Linked DNA regions of Mus musculus: all the other regions are linked to region 7. Evidence: chromatin contacts called from public ChIA-PET and promoter capture Hi-C data. All regions are on one chromosome and are shown on one strand. The core of a region is the stretch at or near the end of the contact, and the rest is flanking DNA. Distances in the headings are between cores, read along the strand shown.

Region 1 (2,723 bases), core at 40-2,539, 470 kb after region 7:
GTTCTGCAAGGGATGCAGTGAACTCAAGGTCCGCCGGAGTCACTTAGTGAGGGTCTTATCTCAAGCTTTAGACATAAAGCTGTAGACATAAAGGGGGTGAGGGATATCGCTCATTGGGAGAGTGCTTGCTCTGGCACAGGGAAAGCAGAGGGTCAATCTGGGTTCTGCCCCTGAAATGAGCATGGTCAGAGCGATTAAAAGAGGAAACAGAGACTCTGTCCTTGCCAATTCTATGAAATGAAATCACACACTTATTGACTGCTGTCTTTTTTTCTGAAAGGGTCCATTTCCCCCAGTGGAAGAGTCCCCTGCACCAGGGCTTCACAGTCAAAGCCTACTGAGGACCCACACGGGGGGGGGGGGGGGGGGGCGGGGGCGGGGGCGGGGAAAGTACATTTGGCTTCAGGGCATGATGCGCTTTGCTCTGGGAGGAAGCCTGGATGCTGGCATCACATTGCATCTTTTTTTTCTCCTCATCCCCACCCTTTAGCCTGATGGCTTCTGTGAGGCAGCTCTGGCAGGCCTGTGGCTCTTGCTCTTAGGAGAAAGCTTCAGGAATATAACTTGTACCAGGTAGCAGCTGGCTCAGGTGTCCACTAACCTTGGCAGGAGAATAGGCTCTGCTATATACTGATAATAAGGAAACAAAACATCAAAAAGATCTTCATTTTGGATACATGAAGTCATTGTGTAGCTCATAATTCCTTGGCCCGAAGGGTGTTTACATAAATCATATATTATTTCATGTTTATGTGTTTTGCCTGCATGTGGATCTGTCTGAACACTACTTTCATGCCTAGTGCCCACAAAGGATCTGGATCTGGAATTATAGACTATGTGCTATTGCCTGCAAAAGCAATGAGTGCCTTTGACCACTAAGCAGTTTTTTTTTCCCAGTCTTTCAACTGTTTCTTAAACAAAGGGAACCAAAGAAATTCTTGTGACAGCAATGGCAGGCAGATCTTATAAAGCCGTGCCTAGAAAACTACTGTCAAGATTTTAAGAGTTTTTACTTTATTCTGTGGGCCTAGCAAGGGAAGCATCTGCCAAAGCTCATAGGGATATTTAATGAAAAGCAATGAGAATGAAACAAATGGATACATAGTTATATCTATGTATCAATGCATTTCTATTCATCACCTGCTTGTCTGGGTATGAGACCAACCAGGGAGGAAGCCCCAGCCTCTGCAATGGGTGTGACCTTAGGTAGGTGGCCAAGTTTTCCTCTGGGTAGAGGAAGGGGGCGGAGCAAGAGCAGCAGGGGAGGAGAGGGTAAGCCTGGTCCCTGGAAGCCTGTGGCAGCTCCCTCAGCAGTGGAGGCACCTCAGGATGGACGCTAGGGACTGTGATGCAGCCTCGGAGCCAGGGCCCCCTCCCTGTTCCTCTGTGACCTCCTGGTGGGCTATGGTCCTGAGGAACCTGAGGTGAGTGTGCTTGATGGGTCATCACCTAAAATAGCTCCCTTGTCCAGTTTTAGGCATGGTTAGGCAGTTGCTGGGGCTACCCTGTCCAAGACCTGTCCATGGTTCTCCTAGGTCTGGAGGACACTGAAGCTTTAGGGCTGGTTTTGGGGTCGGGGGACTTTGTGGCTTGCACATTCTTGCTAACTCCTGGGTTATTGAAGATAGCATTACCCCAGCATTCAATTCCTACCGAGACCAGAGAGGCCAGAAGGTTTGACTTTTCAGGAAGGTATGAGAGCGTTGGAAAGGAGGCTCCAAAAAGTTTCTCTTATCTGTTCAATTTACAACTCTACCGAATGAATTTAAATATTACTAATAACAGAGGCAGCCAAAAACTTATGGTGTGCTGTAATCGGAGGTGCAATCTTTGTAGGTCAAAGACCTGTGTAGGTGGAAAAGAGTCCTGGCTCTTCAGGTATGGGTTTGCAGGTGTGTATTTAAAGGACTGGCTGAACTTCTGGGGGTATTGGAATCACTTTGTATATATGGGGTTACTTATGTAAATTCTTAACATTCTTTATGCCTGAAAATGTCTGTTTATCATTGTGGCTTGTTTGTTTGTTTGTTTTGGTTTTTCGAGACAGGGTTTCTCTGTGTAGCCCTGGCTGTCCTGGAACTTACTCTGTAGACCAGGCTGGCCTCAAACTCAGAAATCCGCCTGCCTCTGCCTCCCAAGTGCTGGGATTAAAGGCATGCACCACCACGCCCGGCTTTGTTTGTTTTTAAATATTGTCTCCCATCGAGTCAATGGTCAGTCATCCTCGGTCTTGTTGGCCTTGGAGCTAGGTCCTGGGTGTGAGGCAGTGGACTCAGGAGGTGTGTGTATCCCGTTTAGTTTGTTGAATTGGTATTCTTGTTACGTTTCTTGTTTCTGTTTCATTTTATTTTGTGTTAGTTACAAGTACTCTCTGGCCACAGCTACACACTGGAGGTGTCACTTTGGAATGTCCCAGGGATGATGACGAACAGGGAATCTTTGCTGTCTTATCCCCCACCCCACCCCACCCCACCCCCCGCCCCCAGCCAGGTATAGAGGTTGGAGAGTGGGTGGCATCGCGTCGCTCCAGTTACCTACACTTTACCCCTTGACATGAGAAACATCCCCCACCCCCAGTTCTCTATAACACCAGTGGTTGATGGTTTAGCCCTCACTAGGCAGAAAAGAGCATCTCTTAGGTAGATAGTCAAAGCTACAGTTCACAGTCCTGGAGAGCCAGCCATTTTGCTGAAAACAGTTGTTGATAAAATTGTCTGCTGCAT
Region 2 (2,700 bases), core at 149-2,648, 450 kb after region 7:
GTAGCACCCGAAAGGGAGCTGTGTGCACTTGTGAAGGTGAAACCTGGGCTGTGACGGAGACGCTATGATGCTGGAGCTCCCAAGAACGAGGAACAGCTGCCCAGAAAAGCTATAGTCAACAAGAAGCCAGGCCAAGAGGGAGGTCACGTGGGCTGCAACCAATAAGATCATACAAAAGGGACTGCCCAAGTTTGTTTGAGCTGACAACATGCCAGATGCCATACATGGGGCTGTAAGATTTACTGTTTGCCCCCATTGGGTTGCAGTCTCGCTTTTTGATCTGACCACTCTTTCTCGTCTTCTCCCTTATCGATTGAGAATCCTTACTAGGTATTGTCTTCTGTTAGAAGTACAGGACTTGACTTGGCAGGGGCTTACAGAGTTTACCTTGAGTCTCAGAGATTTCAACTTAATACTTTTAAATAGTGCTCAAACTGTTCATTTTGGGGGACTTTTAGAAATGGGCTATGCGCATTTTGCATTGCAAGATGGTGATGTGTCTCCAGGGGCCAGAGGCAGGATATTATGGTTTGACTATGAGATCTCATCTCCAGGCTTGTCTGCTGAACACTTAGTGCCCAGCTATTGTTAGAGCTGTTTTAGGAGGTAGTGGAAACACTGGGGCCTGGCAGGAGGAGGTAGGTCACCAGGAACACACCTGGTCCCTAGTGCTCGACTCTCATTCTCGCTGTGTCCTGTTTGCCATGACTTCCCCTCCCTACCGTGGTAGACAGACAACCTGGAACCATGAATTAAAATGAATCTTCCTTTCCTTTGTTTACGCCAGCTGTTCTATCGCAGCAGTGAAACAAAAGCTGGCTGACATAGAATTTCATTGCAAAGGATCTCTGAGACGGAACCAGACCTTCGTGATGTAAGACTGACAGCTCTTACTTTTATGAACCCCCTGGGTGGAGGTGATGCCAGTATCCCGGTTTGTAGCTTTCAAGTGGGCTTCTGTTTTAGAGTCACCCTAAAGAGCGCATTTCTGATGAGACGTGAGCTGCGGAGAAGGTGATATTTGAAAACCATGTGAGTGACCAGGCTTTCGTTTGCAGTTTGATCTGATAAACCTACACACTGGAACCCACAACACACAGTATCGGATTTTCTCACTTCCCAGACCTCGTCCTAGACTCCACACACTTGCCACCCATCTCCCCTATCCGGTTACAAGGCATTGTCAGTGCCCAGAACGCCCTCACCTCTGGAACCTTGAACTCTGAAATTCCACCCTGCCCTGGGCTTCATATCCATCTCCACTCCTGTGTGTCACCTCTCCAGGCTCCAATCGTCCCAGGGTGCCATCAGTTCTGCCTGTCTCAGAGCCCCAGATGCTCTTGTCACTCAGGACACATTCACCACCAGGAACTACGTCCTTGCCCCTGTCTCAACACATTCTCATTTTGGGTCCAGCCATCTGTCTGTTCTCATTGGTCCTTACACTAGGGGTGGGTGTATCACACAATCCTGCAGTTGGCTGCTAGTTCACATTACAAATCTCAGGCCTTGGCTGGACACTCAAGACCACCTGAACACACTCACTGTCCCAGGCAGCTCTGAACAGTCACCCTGAGCTGACCCACGAGGGATAACAAGTCACCCCACAAGCTGTATTATCAAGATGTCTTCAGAAGTTCATTTCTCCTTCAGTGACTGCGACGTGTGTTTCCTCCTTTTATTTTCGCTTTCCTTTTCAGCTTCTTAAACAGATTACTTCTTGTGAGACGGCGCATTAAAGAGCTTAAGAAAACATCAAGGTTTACCACATCCTTATTGTGTACTGGCGCTGTTCTCCGGGCTAAGCATACAGTGGAGAACAGCCAAGCAGCCCCAGTCTCACGCGTCTATGAGAAGCAAGGGACAGGAAACCTGGCCAAATAGACACAATTAGCTTTATGTATTTATGACTTTACGACCACAGGTTCAATCAAGGGTCTTGTTTGAAACAGATAGGTCTTTAAGGGTTTTATATGTGCTGAATTGGAAATACAGACATGTACAAATATATATATATATATGCATATTTTTGTATATGTACATGTATACACACATGTATAGGTATAGGTATAGGTATAGGTATAGGTATAGGTATAGGTATAGGTATAGGTATAGGTATAGGTATATGTATAGGTATATGTATAGGTATATGTATAGGTATACTTTCTTGTTGATATTTTATAGAAACTATAACACAACACCTATCTGCATACACACTTACATTGTATTATAAGGTACAATTTAAAGTATGAAGAGGGGATGTTTGTAGGTTTGCATACAACTGATATTAATTTGATATAAGGGGGCTCAAGCATCTGCAGAATCTTGTCTCCATGGGAACCGATCTCTGTGTTTCTCTAGGGACAACTGCACTGTGTCATAAGGCGAGGAGCCTGCAGTGTCTGGGGCACAGTGGAGGCAGGGGGGCTGATGTGGAGAGTGTTCCAGGGGCGTGCTGGAGGCAGACAGCCTGGGCTCAAATGCCAGGTCTTAAACTACATTTCGGACTATGGGCAAGTTACCTAACTTTAAAATGAGAATTCTTATAACACTGAATATCATAGTTATATATCTTATAACACTGAATATATATATTATGTTTGTCCTCTTGTGTCGCCTTGACCATATGCTAGACATCAGGTATCGGAGAGAGGTTGGTTTGGCTTGTGATCCTAGCAGCTGCAAAGTCTATGTAGCCAA
Region 3 (2,709 bases), core at 66-2,565, 390 kb before region 7:
TCTTGAGGACAAGGGACAGCAGTGGCTCTGTGGTGTAGATTACCTTCATCTGGCTTCTGTGGCAAGATTCTCTGGGATGCTAACTGTTCTTGTTAACTGAAGTGTATCCGTCCAGAACATGGGTTTTGTGCTTAAAAGCTCACTCTGAGAAAGGCTCGTTGCTACACTGGGATCCCAAACTAATAAAGACTTTCTATTGCCTTAAGTTCATGTCTGAGCTGTCCTCTCTAGTGGCTATCCCCACAACACCATCAAATTTTTCTTGCAAACAATAATCACGAGGCAGTAAAATGTGTCCAAGTGCAGCTCATCTGGAATAAGGCTGATCTGTGGAGGAATATCCACTTGCATGCTCCTGACCCCTAGGGCAAGGTGATTTCCACTGTTGGACGATCAGTTGCTCACCACAAACCTCAGCTTAGTGCAAATTGGTCATTCACATTACAGCAGATTTGCAGTGTGAGAGGTTGTGGCCAACAGTGAGAGATGTCTTCTACCCGCCAAACATGAAACTGATGCTAGATTTTCTTCTCCAGTGTCATCCAGCACGAAGTGGCTGGTGGAAACGCTGCCAATCTCTTTTTGACAGTATACACCCTGGGCAGCAGCAGGAAGGCCATTTCTCTCTCTGACTGTCTCTTGCAATGGCAGTGAGGAAGGCCCCCCTCAGCACAGCACCAAGGGCACTGGACATCTCTTGCATGGCAAAATTGCCCCAGGGAGACCTGGATGAATCTGGTCAAGAAACAGAATCTGCCTGGTGGAGCACACCTTTTATCCCAGCGCTTTAATCTCAAACCCCAGACCCTTAACTCTTGTGTTTCAGCAAGTACATCTCCAGCAACTGGTGAGAGTTTCAAAGAGAAAAGCTTTTTTTGGTCGTTTTTGTTAAGTGTGTATTTTGCTCAGTATATATTTAGCAGTCCCAAAACGAAGAGAGGGAGAAAGAAAAAAAAAAAAGACAAGATGAGCAGCACGGAGAGCCACCATTTAAATGAGGAGCCTGAAGTGTTTTCCAGACCAGCCTTATTTTATGGGCGAGGAATTGGGTTTAAATAATTCGTAATTTTCATTTGGCCTCTTAGAAGCCCAGATTGTGAGTCTGGGATTCGCATTCTTTCCCCAAGGGTGGGTTGTTATGGTTTAGGAACTATCCAGGCCAGAGCACCCTGAGGCGGGAGGACGGATGTTGGGAGGACTCAGATGCCCAAGGGCCCGACTGGGAGGACTACACAGCAGTAGGACAGCACTGCGGTGGGACCGGACGACGGGAGGCTCAGCAGCGCAGGGGGCGAGAGCGCTTCCGGAGCGTGGGGACAGTGTCCGCTGCGGACGACTTCCGGCGGCGGCATAAACAAGGCCCCGGCGGCCGGAGGCGGGGCGGGCTGCGAGTGCGAGCCCCGTCGGCCGCTCTCCCGCTCTGAGCCAGGACCCGGCCGCGGCGCGGTCCCCGCGAGACCCGCAGCCGCTGTCGGCGCGCGCCCCAGCGCTCGTCCCGGAGGCGGAGGCGTAGCGCAGGACAGGCGGGTCGTCAGCGCTGGCTGCGCGCCGCGGTCCACCGCTCCGCTTTCCTTTGTCTCCCGTCTGCGGGGCCGGAGCGGTCTCGGTGGCCAGCGGTGCAGCCTCAAGATGGCTGATGGCAACGAGGATGCTCGAGCGGAGGATCTGCCGGGCCCGGCCTTCGAGAACTACGAGGCCATGGAGCTGGCCTGCCCGGCTGAACGCAGCGGCCACGTCGCTGTCAGCGATGGGCGCCACATGTTCGTCTGGGGCGGCTACAAGGTCAGTAGGGCGGAGTGGGCACGATCGCCGCCGCGGCTCTTGCTCATTCAGGAGAGCATCTTCCCGCCCTGCCCTGGTGGATTCGGGGATCCTGGGCTATTGTCACCGCTCTCTTGAACTTATGAGTCAGCCTATCCCACGCACCCCCTACGCATTGTCTTTGGAGTGAGCGGAGCGAGGTTCTGTTATTGTGGGTCGCGTAGCGGGTGACTGTGGCCCGAGGTACGGAAAAGGGTGGGGGCGAGGGTGTGTGAGAATCACTCATATACCTTTGGGCCCGGTCGCCCGGAGCTGGGGCCATTTAGCCGACAGACACTATATTCAACAATATTGTCACTGTGTGAACCAAGGCCACAGGAATCGCTTGCTCAACCTCCCCGAAGGTGTAACGGTGTCATCAACACCTGTGCAGATGCCCCCACCTATCTATTGTTTGAACGCAGGGCCATTTTTCTTAACTGGTCTCAGCTGAGAAAGGATTGCTCCTCAGTAGGCCTTACTGCGGATTTTAAAGGAAAAAATAGCCAGTGAATCCCCAGCAGCGTATGTAATTGGAGTGCAGGCCTTTGGACTTTGTGACCAAGTATCTTTTTAGTCATTTGCATTGTTTTATACCGCGAGCTGGGGAATACTGCTCAGTTACCTCCTTAAACCGCTGCTCACTGGTTCTTCTGTACTGGTTTTAGAATTCCATGATACACTCACTCTAGTTCTTGGATTTCATGTGGTGCACACTCATTTGAGCCATTTGACCTAAAACTATTTTAGTGTTAAAATGACGCCCCCCCACCCCCCTTGGGAAGTCCAGTTCTCTGCGCCTGTGGTTTGCTTAAGGACTCTAATAGCTTATAGTACTGACGACCTGATCATAGGTGGCCATTTTGAGACAACTGTCCCATACCTTGTCGGTTTAACCATTAGTTATTT
Region 4 (2,700 bases), core at 134-2,633, 440 kb before region 7:
GCCAATTATTTTCTGACTGGATTTGTGGATCGTTCCACAAGAGGGGAATTGGTGCCGTGTTCTGTAAACCCGGTCAAAAGCCCATGGCTGGGGGAAGACCATAGATTTTTGAAAGCTGCTGCTCTTTTGCTAAGTTCTATGTGTCTGTCAAATTGCCTTCTAAATAGTTGTCTTTATACCCGTCCACTAGTGTAGTTGTCATCTTTGGTCAATGAGGTTTCTGTTTTTAAATGGGCAGTCGTTACTGTAGAGACAACTGGTTAAAAGTGCTATTGAATGTCCAGCCCTAGAGGGGCATCCTACCCAAGCCTCAGGGACCATCGTGGAAGGTGGAGGGGCAGATGGCAAGAGGTGGTGGGTTGTAGAATTATCACCGCGATTTAGGGTTGGGGGAGGGGCTCCCTGCCCTCCGTGGTTTTAAAGGCAGTTAACAGTTGCAAGGAAGGGGGGGGGGTGTTTCAAGCTCCCACCCCCAGCTTTTGTAGGCAGTTAACAGTTGCTAGGCAGAGACATTTTATTCAGTGGAATAGCTATGCTCATGTAACTGTAATTAAAATCATTGGTTCTTCAAGGAAGACTTGAGGTTCGCTCCTCTCCCCAGAGAAAATGTATACAAGTGGGAAATGAAAGATGCAAGACAATAATGTTTCCTTTCGTGTTTAGAAAAGGGGAATTGTGCCTGTGTTCCCACATAATATCACCACGAAGAAATAATAGAACACTCAGTGCCTCAGGTACCAACACCTTCTACAGCGATTAGCACGGAAGTACACGTGAAGAAAACCAGGGACACCCAGGCCCTACAAAAGCAAAAAAACCTCATATGCGTCTTGAAACCATGTATTACCGAGGCTGAAGCAGAACTGGCATTGGAGCACTGCTCGTGTTAAAAAATGATCTCTCTCACACACACACAGCCAGGAGGATGCTCAGGTCAATAAGCTGGCCCAGTTGGGGTTCATAAACCCAATACTTTGTACAGTTGTGAGAAGAAGAAGAAAAAGAAAGCTCACTTTCCAAATGAACACCATGGAGCTGGAGAGATGGCTCAGAGGTTAAGAGCATTTGTTCTTGCAGTGGACCCAGGTTTGATTCCCAGCAGCCACATTTCACAATTGCCCATAATTCCAGGTCCAGGATGTACACCATACATACATACATACATACATACATACATACATACATACATACAAGCAGAACACTCACATACATAAAGTAAGTTCATGAGAAACCATTCTTGATTAATAGAGCCCTAAGAAGCCCAGACAGTGGCTGCAGAGAGGCTTCAGGGAGAGGTTTGCAGTGTCTTCGCAGCGCCCGGTGCTCCCGGGAGCGGCCAGGCCCCGGTCCGGGGCGGTGGCCGCGCAGACGCGCAGGTTCCTCGGTTCCGCCTCCGCCAATCTGGACCCTCCTCGCGTTCCGTTCGCGCGTGCGAGCGGGCGCCGAGCTGGCTGGGCCCCGGAGGGCGGATGGCGGACCCGCAGGCGTTCTGCGTGGCCGAGGAGCGCAGCGGCCACTGCGCAGTGGTGGACGGACACTTCCTCTACGTGTGGGGGGGCTACGTGGTAAGGGGAAGGGGCGGGCGCTGGGGCGGCGCGGGAGCGGAGGCAGGGGGATGACGGCCGGCGACGCAGCACTCCCACAGGCTCCCAGGCGAGCCGCCTGCCGTGCTGCCCACATCGCTCCCGCTCCCAAAGCCACAAAACGGGGTTTCGGGGTGCGTGACCCCTCCAGCCTCCGTGGCTCAGGACTGGAGAGGACCCCAGAACGTCGTGCCGCGTTGTTTGGTATCATTGCCACCGTGCTACTCAAAATACGGAAGTCACCAAGCAGTTAAATTTATCAGCTATTTTTAGTGGCATTTCTTTGCTAATTAAGTACCTCTGGAGTCTCAAAATAGATTCGTATTCGCAACACTCCACCACAGAGTTTTGTGGCTGAAAATTCGTATTGCCATGGCGGTTGGAATGTGTGTTTGTTTTGTTTCTATGATCGTAGGATGATAACAAGGATTATCGAGTTGGAAAAATAATTCAGGTGTACCTGCCCACCCCGTTTGTTTACAGATTAGAAAATAAGCCCTACGGAATCTCTTCTGCAAATAGAAGATAACATCTTCTGACCTCCTCAGTGCCCTTAAATGACAGACCTGTAACACAACGAAATAAAGTGCATACTGTGTGTGTTAAGAATTATCAGGTCCGAGTGGGTTTTGTTGTTTTGTGTGCTTATTCCTAATTTAGTGCAGTATAAGTAAAAAAGAAAAAAAGAAAAATTGGTTTTTTGTGTGCCAACTATATCTGGTATGTCCTAATCATATGGGATTATCGACTAGGGTCTAATCTGTAATGTTAATTTTTAAAATTTATTTTATGTACATGAATGTTTTGCATATATACATGTGTGTGTATGTATATATGTATGTGTGTGTATATATATATGCATCCTGTATCCATGGAGGTCAGAAGAGGGTGTTAGGAGCTGGCATTACAGATTGTGCTGGGAATCTAACCCAGGTCCTCTGCAAGAGCAACCAGTGCTTTTAACTACAGAGCCATCTCTCGTGCCCCACATCTTCATTTTATAAAGAAAGGCATTGACCCTTCAGTGGTCATGTGACACTGGGGGCTGCATTCTGGAGCTTTATTTTGCTTTGTTAATTATTTGAGACAGGATCTCAGACTGCAGCTCACACTGCCT
Region 5 (2,700 bases), core at 181-2,680, 480 kb before region 7:
GAAGTCCTGCTCCGGTTCGGGAACGAGCTCCCCTTCAGCGTGTGCAGCCCCGGGGTCTGGGGCTCCCACACCGCTCTTCTCCCCGTGGTCAGCTCCGGTTCCATCTGCAGACTCTTCCCGCGCCGCTGCAAAATCGCCCGCGGAAGTGCGGGCTACGTCGTCAGTTCCGGTCTCCTCCGCGGGCTCTTCCGGTGTCGCGGCCGGGGGTTCCTGGCGCGCGTCGGCCAGCGCCACCGGCAGCGTGACCACCAGCTGCCGCCGCGCCTTGTTGTACTGTGCCTTGCCGCGGCCGTCGTCCACCGGGTACGGCAGCGAGAGCCGCAGCCGGTAGTCGGGGTTTCTCGAGTCCAGGCACAGCAGCTTCCCCTTCACCTCCAGCTCCGCCCGCTCGACCGAGCGCAGCAGCGGCAGCTCGATGGTGACCACCAGCTCGTGCGGCACGGTGCTCGGGGCCGCGTCGCGCGAGCAGCGGTAATCCTGGAGGTCTACGTGGTGGCGCTGCACCACGGAGCAGCGCGGCTCCGTGGGCTCTGGGCGCTGCACGGCCTCGGGAGCGGGGGACGCGGGCGAGCGGGCAGTGTTCGCCGCCGCTGCCGCGGGGTAGCGGTATGGATATGGTGGGTCCGGGAAAAGCCCTGGTGGCTCCCCCTCGGGCTGGGCCGGGACGCCCCCGGGTAGGGGCGTGCGGAGCACTGCGGCCTCGGGCATCCCCTTGTACTTGATCTTCAGGGTCTTGGCGTTCCTGCGGTCCAGCCTGACGCCGAACTGCTGCTCCACCGCCTCCAGGGCCGTGGCGTCCAGCATTTCGCGGAAGCGCTCGTGGCTCCGGGCCAGCGCCAGCGCTTCGGGGTGGAAGACCACGTCGTAGACGGTGTAGCGGGCGCCGTTGCGGCCGGCATACTGGCGGCCGGGAGCCAGGCTATAGGGCAGGGACCAGTGGCTGCCAGCTGCCGTGCCGCCGCGCCCCGGGCCGGGCCGGCTGCTAGGTACGCCTACCAGTGAGTTGCTGCACACGTTCACGTAGCAGCGGTGCTCCCCGTCCAGGCTGGTACGCAGCACATGGCCCGGCTCAGGGTGCACGAACCGCACATCCACCCCACGCTCCCGCTCCAGGGCTGTGATCTCCTCCTCGTAGCGCCTCCGGTTCTCGGGGTCCGTGATCTCCGCGGCGTACTCGGAGAACATTCGGCGGAACTCTGGGTCCTGAAAGGCGGAGGTGAACCGCTGCACCTCCTCTCTGCTCAGATCCAAGTCCTCCAGCGCTGAGGAGGCCGCCGCCTTGGCCATGGTGACCCACACGGCCCAATGCCCAGACCCAGTGAAGGATCAGGGTGAATTGAGTGTCTAGGATGCGCTTCAGAGTCTGGCTCATGGAGAACTGACCAGTCCAAGAAGGTAACGGCTGGATTGTCAAGGCCGGGCAGCGCGTGCTTTGTTGCCATAGTAACGCCTGGGAGGAGGGGCAGCGATCTGGTAGAAATGCTAGAAATAGGCTCCACTGTTACTTCAAACCAAGCAGACACTACCTGCTACAGGTTTTAAATTACTGTGTCAGGATACGTGTACTTTGCAGTCTATTGTGGTAACTGTCCTCATCTTCAGCGCTGTGTCTTTATCTTATTAACTGTTTAATTTCACCAACAAGAGAGAAGTTTACTAGCTAATTCACAAACCTAACTTTATCTGACTCTCTTTACTTTGTGGAACCAACGTTAGTAAACCCTTACCATTTTCAGGTATTCCACCTTATAGTTGTCTCCCAGAAACCCTTGGGGGCAAAAGATGACAAAACAAATCCCAGAGATTAATAAGCATCAGAAAGGTGTTCGCTTTTTATAATGTAAATGCAAGCTCTCAAATCACTTAGCAAAATTACAGTTTGTCCTGATCAATTTCCTTGGGTTGAGAATAGAATTTATAACTGCGCTTTTTTTTTAAACTAGATATCCTTAGATTGACTCTGTAGTCTCTTAACAATGCTCCACTAGGAACCAATGCAGCAGATGTAGTAGTTACATAATGGAACTTTACTGTGCCAGACTATAGAAACTTGGTTTTGTTACAGGGCTAGGTGTGGGATCCAGGACTTCCCACCTGTGGCCTGAGCTGTACCACTGAGCCACACACCCAGGTCTAGGGTATGGTTACTTATTGATTGCTGGGCAGTCCCAGACCTGTTTTACAAGTGCAGCATTTAGCAGTTTATACTGGCATTACTGCAATCACAAGACCTTTCCCAGGCTTCTCTCTTATGCCTCCTCCTTTTGTGGGAGGGAATGTCCACAGAACCACACCCAGGGCCTCACACCTGAGACAAGCATTCTTTCCACCAATCTGCAGGCCTTCCTCTGTTACATTTTAAGTAGACTGTCCCAAGATTGGGATGACACCTCATCTCCGTTATGCCATCTCTTTCACATGCTAAATATATGTACTCAACTACCATGGTGACTCTGAGTTCAAGGCCAGCCTGGTCTGCAGAGCAAGTTCCAGAAAAGCCAAGGAATCCAGAGAAACGCTGTCTTGAAAACCCAAAACAAGTAAGTAAATAAAACTCAAATAACCAACTTCTGTTTCACATTCTAAGCTTATAGACTCATCAACTGTCCATCAGATGTCTCCATTTGAGTAATAACTGCTTAAGCCCCAGAGGCCTGAAATGGCGTGACTTCCCTTCCTCTTTCATTTTCAGCATTCCAA
Region 6 (2,700 bases), core at 183-2,682, 420 kb before region 7:
ACCACGCTCAGCTGAAGAAGCTCCCTTAAAAACTGCTAGCAACGACTGTTTTTCTAGCCATGTATCCTACAAATAATATGTTCTAAAAAAAGTATTTTAAAGAGGAGTCATTATTGTTCTTTTCATTTTTGAGAAAGAGTCTCATGTAGCTTAGGTAGGCTAGCCTTGAACTTCTGCCTCTACCTCCCTGGCGCTGGTATTACAGGCATGAGCTAGAGGATCATTCTTTACCTGTCAGTGTCTGTGTGAATTATCAGAGTTATTTTTAAAATTCTTTTAAAACAGAGTCCGTGAGCCAGCCAGCCTTCCTTCCTTCCTTCCTTCCTTCCTTCCTTCCTTCCTTCTTTCCTTCCTTCCTTCTTTCCTTCCTTCTTTCCTCCTTTCTTTCCCCCCTCCACCCCCCCCTCTCCAATCCTGAGATCAAACCAGCAGCCTTGTAAGAACTGGCCTAGCACTCTCACTGAGCTGTATCCCAGACCCAACACTTGTGTTTTTATATGAGCTACATGCAATTCTAACATGGTAAAATACATTATCAATATTATTTTATTTGTTAGAAATCAAACACAAATTCAGATTTGTGTAAACAGTAGAAAGCAAACAGAATCAGCATCTTTTAAAGATTTGTTTTTATGTTATGTGTTTGGGTGTTTTGCCTGCAGGTATGTATGGGCAACATGTGTGTGTATTGTCCAAGGAGGCTGGATTCCCTGGAACTGGAGTTAAAGGAGGTTGTGAGCTGATATGTGGGTGATGGGAACCGAACCCGGCCCTCTGCAGCCTCTGCAGGAGCGAGCGACCAGTGCTCCTGACCACTGAGCATCCCTCAGCCCTAGGAATCAACCTTTTAAAAAAAATGGTTTTCTCTTAATTTAACTATTACAGAGGCAAAGCTTAGTTCATTATTACCAACTAGATTTCAGTTATTCAAGTGAGACCGAAACATCAGAACTTCATTCAAGACAAAGTAGAAAGGAGTTTTTTATTCTAAGAATTTTAGGAAATAGGAAACAAACATACAAACAAACCAAAACAACAACACCAAAAGTAAACCAACTTCCAAAATGCAAGTAGGCTTTTGTCTAGGAAAGAAGGGCTTCTTGGGTTTGCCTTAAACTGTCAGCGAAGCTGTTTTGTGAATTTGAGAATTTGGGGGGCCATTAGTAAATTCTTAGAGTCTCTGAGATGCAATATTAGATCTATAGTGTGAGGGGAGGGGAGAGGAGATGAAAATGTTTTAATTTATTTAAGATTTTTATATTTCTGGATGAACTTTCTGCACATTGATTTTGTTGGGTAGTGGGCATTTCAGGGCGGAGGGGTGCGTCTTTTCTTAAAGAAGCTATTTGTGGTTATGGCACAGGATGTGGCTGGTACGGCCGTTTCAAGTCTGTCTTCTGTTCTGATCTCTGCTTGCAGGGTGGAGTTCCACCACAGCCACGAGCCGCGCACTCATGTGCAGTTCTGGGAAATAAGGGTTACGTCTTTGGCGGACGTGTTTTGGTCAGTGTTTTCAATGGAAATGGTATTCTCATGGGTGATGTTTATAAACGCTTGTGTCTGATTCTGTGGAGCAGCTGAACATGCAACTTGCCCAGAGATTAAGCTACACACAGGACTGAGTTTTATTTATCTCCTGTTTTCCGAAAGAGACCCTCCGCATGCTGCCGCAGATGTTTTTTAATCACATTTTAGTGTGGAAAGCCCTTCACTTGAGTGCAGTGTCAGGAATGTTTAATTCCTACCATCCAAGCTCTTTTAGTTTAAATCCATCTCCTTTCCTGCTGACCCCGGGAAGTTCCATGTTGATTTTCTTGATGCTTAGAATTGATGTTCAGTGCTAAGTTTCCAGGGCCAAATAGAAAGAATAGGGCAATCTGTGCTTGATCTGAGCTTGCTTTAGAGCTAACGTTTTATTCCATGAAAGAGTTAAAACCCTGTCCAATTATCCTGCTTTTATTTCAGCAAACCAGGATGAATGACCTACACTATCTAAACCTAGACACCTGGGTCTGGTCTGGAAGGTCAGTCTCAGATCTGGGTTCCAGTTTGTAGGGCTGGGTGTGGGCTGGTGTGCAATCTGTCATAATCCAAGCCTGGGTCTCTAAGACTGAGTTGATATTTTTTCTTTGGGTTATATATCTAAACAAGAAATATGAAATTTAAATTTTCTTCCTTCCTTCCTTCCTTTCTTCCTTCCTTCCTTCCTTCCTTCCTTTCAAAACAGAATCTCACTGAGTAGCCCAGGCTGGCCTTGAACTCTGGTTGTCTTGCCACAGCCTTTCAAGTAAAAGTGACAGCACACGTGGTAGAAGAAGTTTTCCTGAGGAGGAGATCTACAGTATGCTGGATATACATAGTGGAGCAGTGCAGCAGGGCATGCCTTTCTCCCAGCACTCGGGAGGCAGAGCCAGGCAGACCCCATGAGTCTGAGGCCAGTCTGGTCTACTGAGCAACTCTGAGCATCATTTATAACTGAACTATTTCCCTTCCCCTTCCCCTTTCCTTCCCTCTCCTTCCTTTCTTCTTCCATTCCTACTTCCTATTTCTCTTTCCCTCCCCCTCTCCTCTTCCTTTCTTTCCTAGCAAAAATTCTGTATATAGCTCCAGCTGATTTTGAAGTCACTGTGTAGCCCAGGCTAGCCTCAAATGCATGGTCTTATTTCAGCCTCTTGGGTGCTGGGATTACAAGTGTGCACC
Region 7 (2,763 bases), core at 115-2,614:
GTGTTAGTGGCATGTGTGTGTGTGTGTGTGTGTGTGTGTGTGTGTGTGTGTGTGTGTGGTGAGGGCCTGCATGAAGGCCAGGACAGCTTTGTGGAGTCAGTTCTCCCCTATCACCTTTACGTGGATTCCAGGAATGAAATTCAAGCCATCAAGCTTGTGTTGTTGGACCGCAAATCACCTTCCCTAACGAGTCTCTTGCTGGCCCAGAGCAACAAAGAGAATGGCATAATTACCTAACTTCATATAAGACTAGCACCAACCAATCGGAGACACGCACCCTAGCAATGTATCTAATCTCCAAAGATTGATTAGCAACGAGCCACCTCCCCCCCCCCGCCCGCCCCCGCAACTGTCCCTTAAAAGTGGTTATTGCAAGTCCTCGTCGCTGTGAAGAAACTGACCACATTTTGTGAGGCAATCTTTGTATTCAGGTAAGACTTCTGCAGGAAGTGGGGAGGCGCTTTAGATTCACCCCAAGAGCTGGAGAACGAATACTATGACTCACTGACACTTCACACATGGGAAACACACATCCATATTAGCGAAAACAGCACAGCCTCAACAGGCGAATGGGCGAGCGTAGCAAGCAAGCCGCCCGAGGCGAGCACCCCCAGCCCCAAGAACTTAATTCAAAGTAGCCTCTCGGTCCAAAATTGCGCATTTGTTTTAGAAACGAAAAAAACCAGTGGGACTCTGTGTTGCCAGAATCCAGCCTGAGGACAACGCATTGGTCAACGGCGGAAGTTGCCTGACGAAATGACTGTAAGATGAAATCCAGTTTTATGATCATAACAAAACCTTCCTTCCGGGACCAGGCCAAAAAAGAAAGTTGAGAAAACGTCCTTCGGGATGCAACAGGCAATTAGGAGCGCCCGCAGCCCGGCCAGAGAAGGCTCGGCCGCGGCACGCGGGGCGGGCGCGAGCCGTGCTCCCCGCTCCTCGCTCTCCCCGTTACAAGTTGTGCGAGCTCCGGGCCCGGCCCCCCAGCCCGTCGCCCCGCGGCACCTCCCTCGGCCCCAGCACTGACCTTCCGCAGGGCCGGGACCAATAGTCCCCGCCATTTCGGGCTGTTTTCTTCGCTGAAGAACTCGTAGGGCTGCGGCGCCTGCTGCATGGCCCCGGCCGCAGCGCCTCCGCATCGGAGGCCGGGCCGGTGGCCTGACAGGCAGGGCGCCGGCCGCCTCGCCTCGCCTCGCCCCGGCCGCCGCCTCCCGCCCGGGCCGCAGCTCCGGCCGAGCGCTCGGGGGCGGCGCCGGCGGGCGGGCGTTCGCCGAGGCTTGGCGGCCCCGCAGCCCCGAGGAAGCGCGGCGGCCCGAGGCGTCCTGCTGTCCCCGCGGCGCCGGCCCGCTGGCCCGAGGCTCCTCCTCCTTTGTCTGGGTGCGCAGCGCGGGGCACCGCCGGCCTCGCCCCCGCCCCGACTCCCGCTACGGCCGCGGCGGGCAGACAGCGGCGGCCCGCAGCGTCCTCATCGCCTCCCCCGCCCTCCGCGCAGCCGCCGCTACCGCCGCCGCCGCCGCCGCCGCCACCGCCGGGTCCGCCCGAGTCACCTCCAGAGGGCCCTCGGGGCCGAGCGGGCGCGCGTGTCCGGCGTGCACGGCACTGGCCGCCGCCGCCGCCGCCGCCCCTCCAGCCCCGCCGGCCGCCGCCGAGCGCCCGGTGCCTGCAGCGGCGGCTCGGCTCGGCTCGGCCCCGCGCTCGCTCTCCCGAGTCTCTGGAGAAGACCAGCACGGAGCATGCGCGCCGCCGAGCGGGCCGAGGCGTCTGGTGCGGGGCCCCGGGGCCGGGAGGGTAATCGGTCTCTCCTGGGAACGTGCACGGGGCGGGGTGGCTCTTCCAGACGAACTCGGCAGCGTTCCGAGTCCTGGCAGACAATCCTGATTCGGTACAGCCCTAGGGGACCCCCGAGCCCGTGACTGCAGCTCTGGGAGGCAGAACACAGATGTGGGGAGAAAAGGACATTTGGGCTGATAGGATATTTATTTAACGTGTGCTCTGTGTGGCTCCTTTGTATATTTAGGTGATAGTGGCTATTCATAAAGTCACATTGTAGGGTCATGGGAAGCTCTTAGCGCACGTTGAAGGGCCAGATGACTTCAGTTCGAGGTCTTTCACCTAGAGTCCCTATGGATCAAAAAAAAAAAAAAAAAAAAAGTATCCAAAAACTTTCAGATATTGTTCTTAGGTTAATCATGTTCAAATCCTTTCCACTTAAGGTTCTACAGAACCTGGATCCTGCGATACAGTCACACTAATTAGCATTAAAAAAAAAAAACCTAAAAATCCTCTGTCCCTATGCTTTTTTAAGTTGAAGGGGCATGTACTTTGGAAACTTTTTCACTAACCCAAATTTCATCCCACTAAAATCGCTGAACAGATTGCTCCCAACGGGCTGTAAACAGTCATGCTGCCAGCCACCGAAGTGAGGAAGGGAACAGAAGAACAGACTGGAAAAGATAACTTGTGTAGTAATTTCAGCTCCAGAATCAGTGGGTGAACATTGTTCTCCCCCAAACACAACACCATTTTGACTTCATAAAGTAAAAATGGCAACTAAATACTTAAAGAGATCGGAGGTTTCCGTTTTGTTTTGTTTTTGGTTTCTTTTTTAATCTAAGTATCCACAGTGTTTAAAAAAAAAAAAGTCCTCTGGGGCTGTCGAGGAAAAGGTACCTGCTTCGCTTCCCAAGGCTGACAACCTGCGTTCCACCCCTGGAACCCACGTGAAGGAAAGAACCGGCTTCGCAAGGTTGTTCCCTGACCTGT

Evidence for each region. Promoter capture Hi-C pulls out the DNA fragments that hold promoters and counts their contacts. ChIA-PET counts read pairs in DNA pulled down with a chosen protein or histone mark. Capture Hi-C pulls out chosen DNA fragments and counts their contacts.
Region 1: a promoter capture Hi-C map of stem cell-derived epiblast-like cells shows a contact between it and region 7, with 2.9 times the contacts expected there. The contact joins the promoter of Abhd12b here to the promoter of Sos2 in region 7. A contact is called at or near these places in 3 of 39 promoter capture datasets (neutrophils, pre-B cells and stem cell-derived epiblast-like cells) and 1 of 115 datasets of contacts at active chromatin or transcription factors (bone marrow-derived macrophages).
Region 2: a contact with region 7 is called in an RNA polymerase II ChIA-PET map of memory CD8 T cells, with 7 read pairs. The contact joins the enhancer-like site here to the promoter of Sos2 in region 7. A contact is called at or near these places in 3 of 39 promoter capture datasets (the C10 cell line, cranial neural crest and pre-B cells) and 3 of 115 datasets of contacts at active chromatin or transcription factors (bone marrow-derived macrophages, large pre-B cells and memory CD8 T cells).
Region 3: a promoter capture Hi-C map of adipose tissue shows a contact between it and region 7. The contact joins the promoter of Klhdc2 here to the promoter of Sos2 in region 7. A contact is called at or near these places in 23 of 39 promoter capture datasets (the 3T3-L1 cell line, 3T3-L1-derived adipocytes, the C10 cell line and 13 more), 8 of 484 Hi-C or Micro-C datasets (the C10 cell line, CD8 T cells, bone marrow-derived macrophages and 4 more), 14 of 115 datasets of contacts at active chromatin or transcription factors (the 230-238 cell line, CD8 T cells, the NIH/3T3 cell line and 10 more) and 3 of 9 other capture datasets (adipose tissue, liver and macrophages).
Region 4: a contact with region 7 is called in a promoter capture Hi-C map of neural stem cells. The contact joins the promoter of Klhdc1 here to the promoter of Sos2 in region 7. A contact is called at or near these places in 16 of 39 promoter capture datasets (the 3T3-L1 cell line, the C10 cell line, the HPC-7 cell line and 9 more), 1 of 484 Hi-C or Micro-C datasets (bone marrow-derived macrophages), 12 of 115 datasets of contacts at active chromatin or transcription factors (the SCID.adh cell line, bone marrow-derived macrophages, effector CD8 T cells and 8 more) and 3 of 9 other capture datasets (adipose tissue, embryonic stem cells and liver).
Region 5: a promoter capture Hi-C map of pre-B cells shows a contact between it and region 7. The contact joins the promoter of Dnaaf2 here to the promoter of Sos2 in region 7. A contact is called at or near these places in 20 of 39 promoter capture datasets (the 3T3-L1 cell line, 3T3-L1-derived adipocytes, the C10 cell line and 13 more), 3 of 15 datasets of contacts at CTCF or cohesin (the NIH/3T3 cell line, large pre-B cells and pro-B cells), 65 of 484 Hi-C or Micro-C datasets (B cells, the Ba/F3 cell line, the C10 cell line and 36 more), 26 of 115 datasets of contacts at active chromatin or transcription factors (the 230-238 cell line, CD8 T cells, the HPC-7 cell line and 18 more) and 4 of 9 other capture datasets (adipose tissue, liver, macrophages and 1 more).
Region 6: an RNA polymerase II ChIA-PET map of memory CD8 T cells shows a contact between it and region 7, with 64 read pairs. The contact joins the enhancer-like site here to the promoter of Sos2 in region 7. A contact is called at or near these places in 10 of 39 promoter capture datasets (the 3T3-L1 cell line, the C10 cell line, the HPC-7 cell line and 5 more), 1 of 484 Hi-C or Micro-C datasets (bone marrow-derived macrophages), 10 of 115 datasets of contacts at active chromatin or transcription factors (the 230-238 cell line, the SCID.adh cell line, bone marrow-derived macrophages and 6 more) and 2 of 9 other capture datasets (embryonic stem cells and liver).

Annotation. Positions count from the first base shown.
Region 1 is chr12:70,152,842-70,155,564 of GRCm38.p6, forward strand. Abhd12b (abhydrolase domain containing 12B) reads left to right here and starts at 1,290. Exons shown (of 13, transcript NM_001195033.2): 1 at 1,290-1,424. The coding sequence starts at 1,330.
Region 2 is chr12:70,134,898-70,137,597 of GRCm38.p6, forward strand. No RefSeq gene overlaps it. Among named protein-coding and RNA genes, the nearest start is that of Abhd12b, 18 kb to the right of the region's middle. Within about 2 kb of position 1,399, at least 140 of the 459 cell types and tissues checked have an H3K27ac peak or open chromatin away from gene starts, as enhancers often do. A contact at or near this core is called in bone marrow-derived macrophages, memory CD8 T cells and pre-B cells, where this site is marked.
Region 3 is chr12:69,295,366-69,298,074 of GRCm38.p6, forward strand. Klhdc2 (kelch domain containing 2) reads left to right here and starts at 1,316. Exons shown (of 13, transcript NM_027117.3): 1 at 1,316-1,782. The coding sequence starts at 1,630.
Region 4 is chr12:69,240,449-69,243,148 of GRCm38.p6, forward strand. Klhdc1 (kelch domain containing 1) reads left to right here and starts at 1,384. Exons shown (of 13, transcript NM_178253.5): 1 at 1,384-1,565. The coding sequence starts at 1,470.
Region 5 is chr12:69,196,999-69,199,698 of GRCm38.p6, forward strand. It overlaps Dnaaf2 (dynein, axonemal assembly factor 2), which reads right to left and starts at 1,431. Exons shown (of 3, transcript NM_027269.4): 1 at 1-1,431. The coding sequence starts at 1,287. 9330151L19Rik (RIKEN cDNA 9330151L19 gene) reads left to right here and starts at 213. Exons shown (of 2, transcript NR_033222.1): 1 at 213-617; 2 at 730-2,700.
Region 6 is chr12:69,256,604-69,259,303 of GRCm38.p6, forward strand. It overlaps Klhdc1 (kelch domain containing 1), which reads left to right. Exons shown (of 13, transcript NM_178253.5): 7 at 1,420-1,503; 8 at 1,966-2,024. Among named protein-coding and RNA genes, the nearest start is that of Klhdc1, 16 kb to the left of the region's middle. Within about 2 kb of position 1,433, at least 52 of the 459 cell types and tissues checked have an H3K27ac peak or open chromatin away from gene starts, as enhancers often do. A contact at or near this core is called in the 230-238 cell line, the SCID.adh cell line, effector CD8 T cells and 3 more, where this site is marked.
Region 7 is chr12:69,680,488-69,683,250 of GRCm38.p6, forward strand. Sos2 (SOS Ras/Rho guanine nucleotide exchange factor 2) reads right to left here and starts at 1,365. Exons shown (of 23, transcript NM_001135559.1): 1 at 1,028-1,365. The coding sequence starts at 1,114.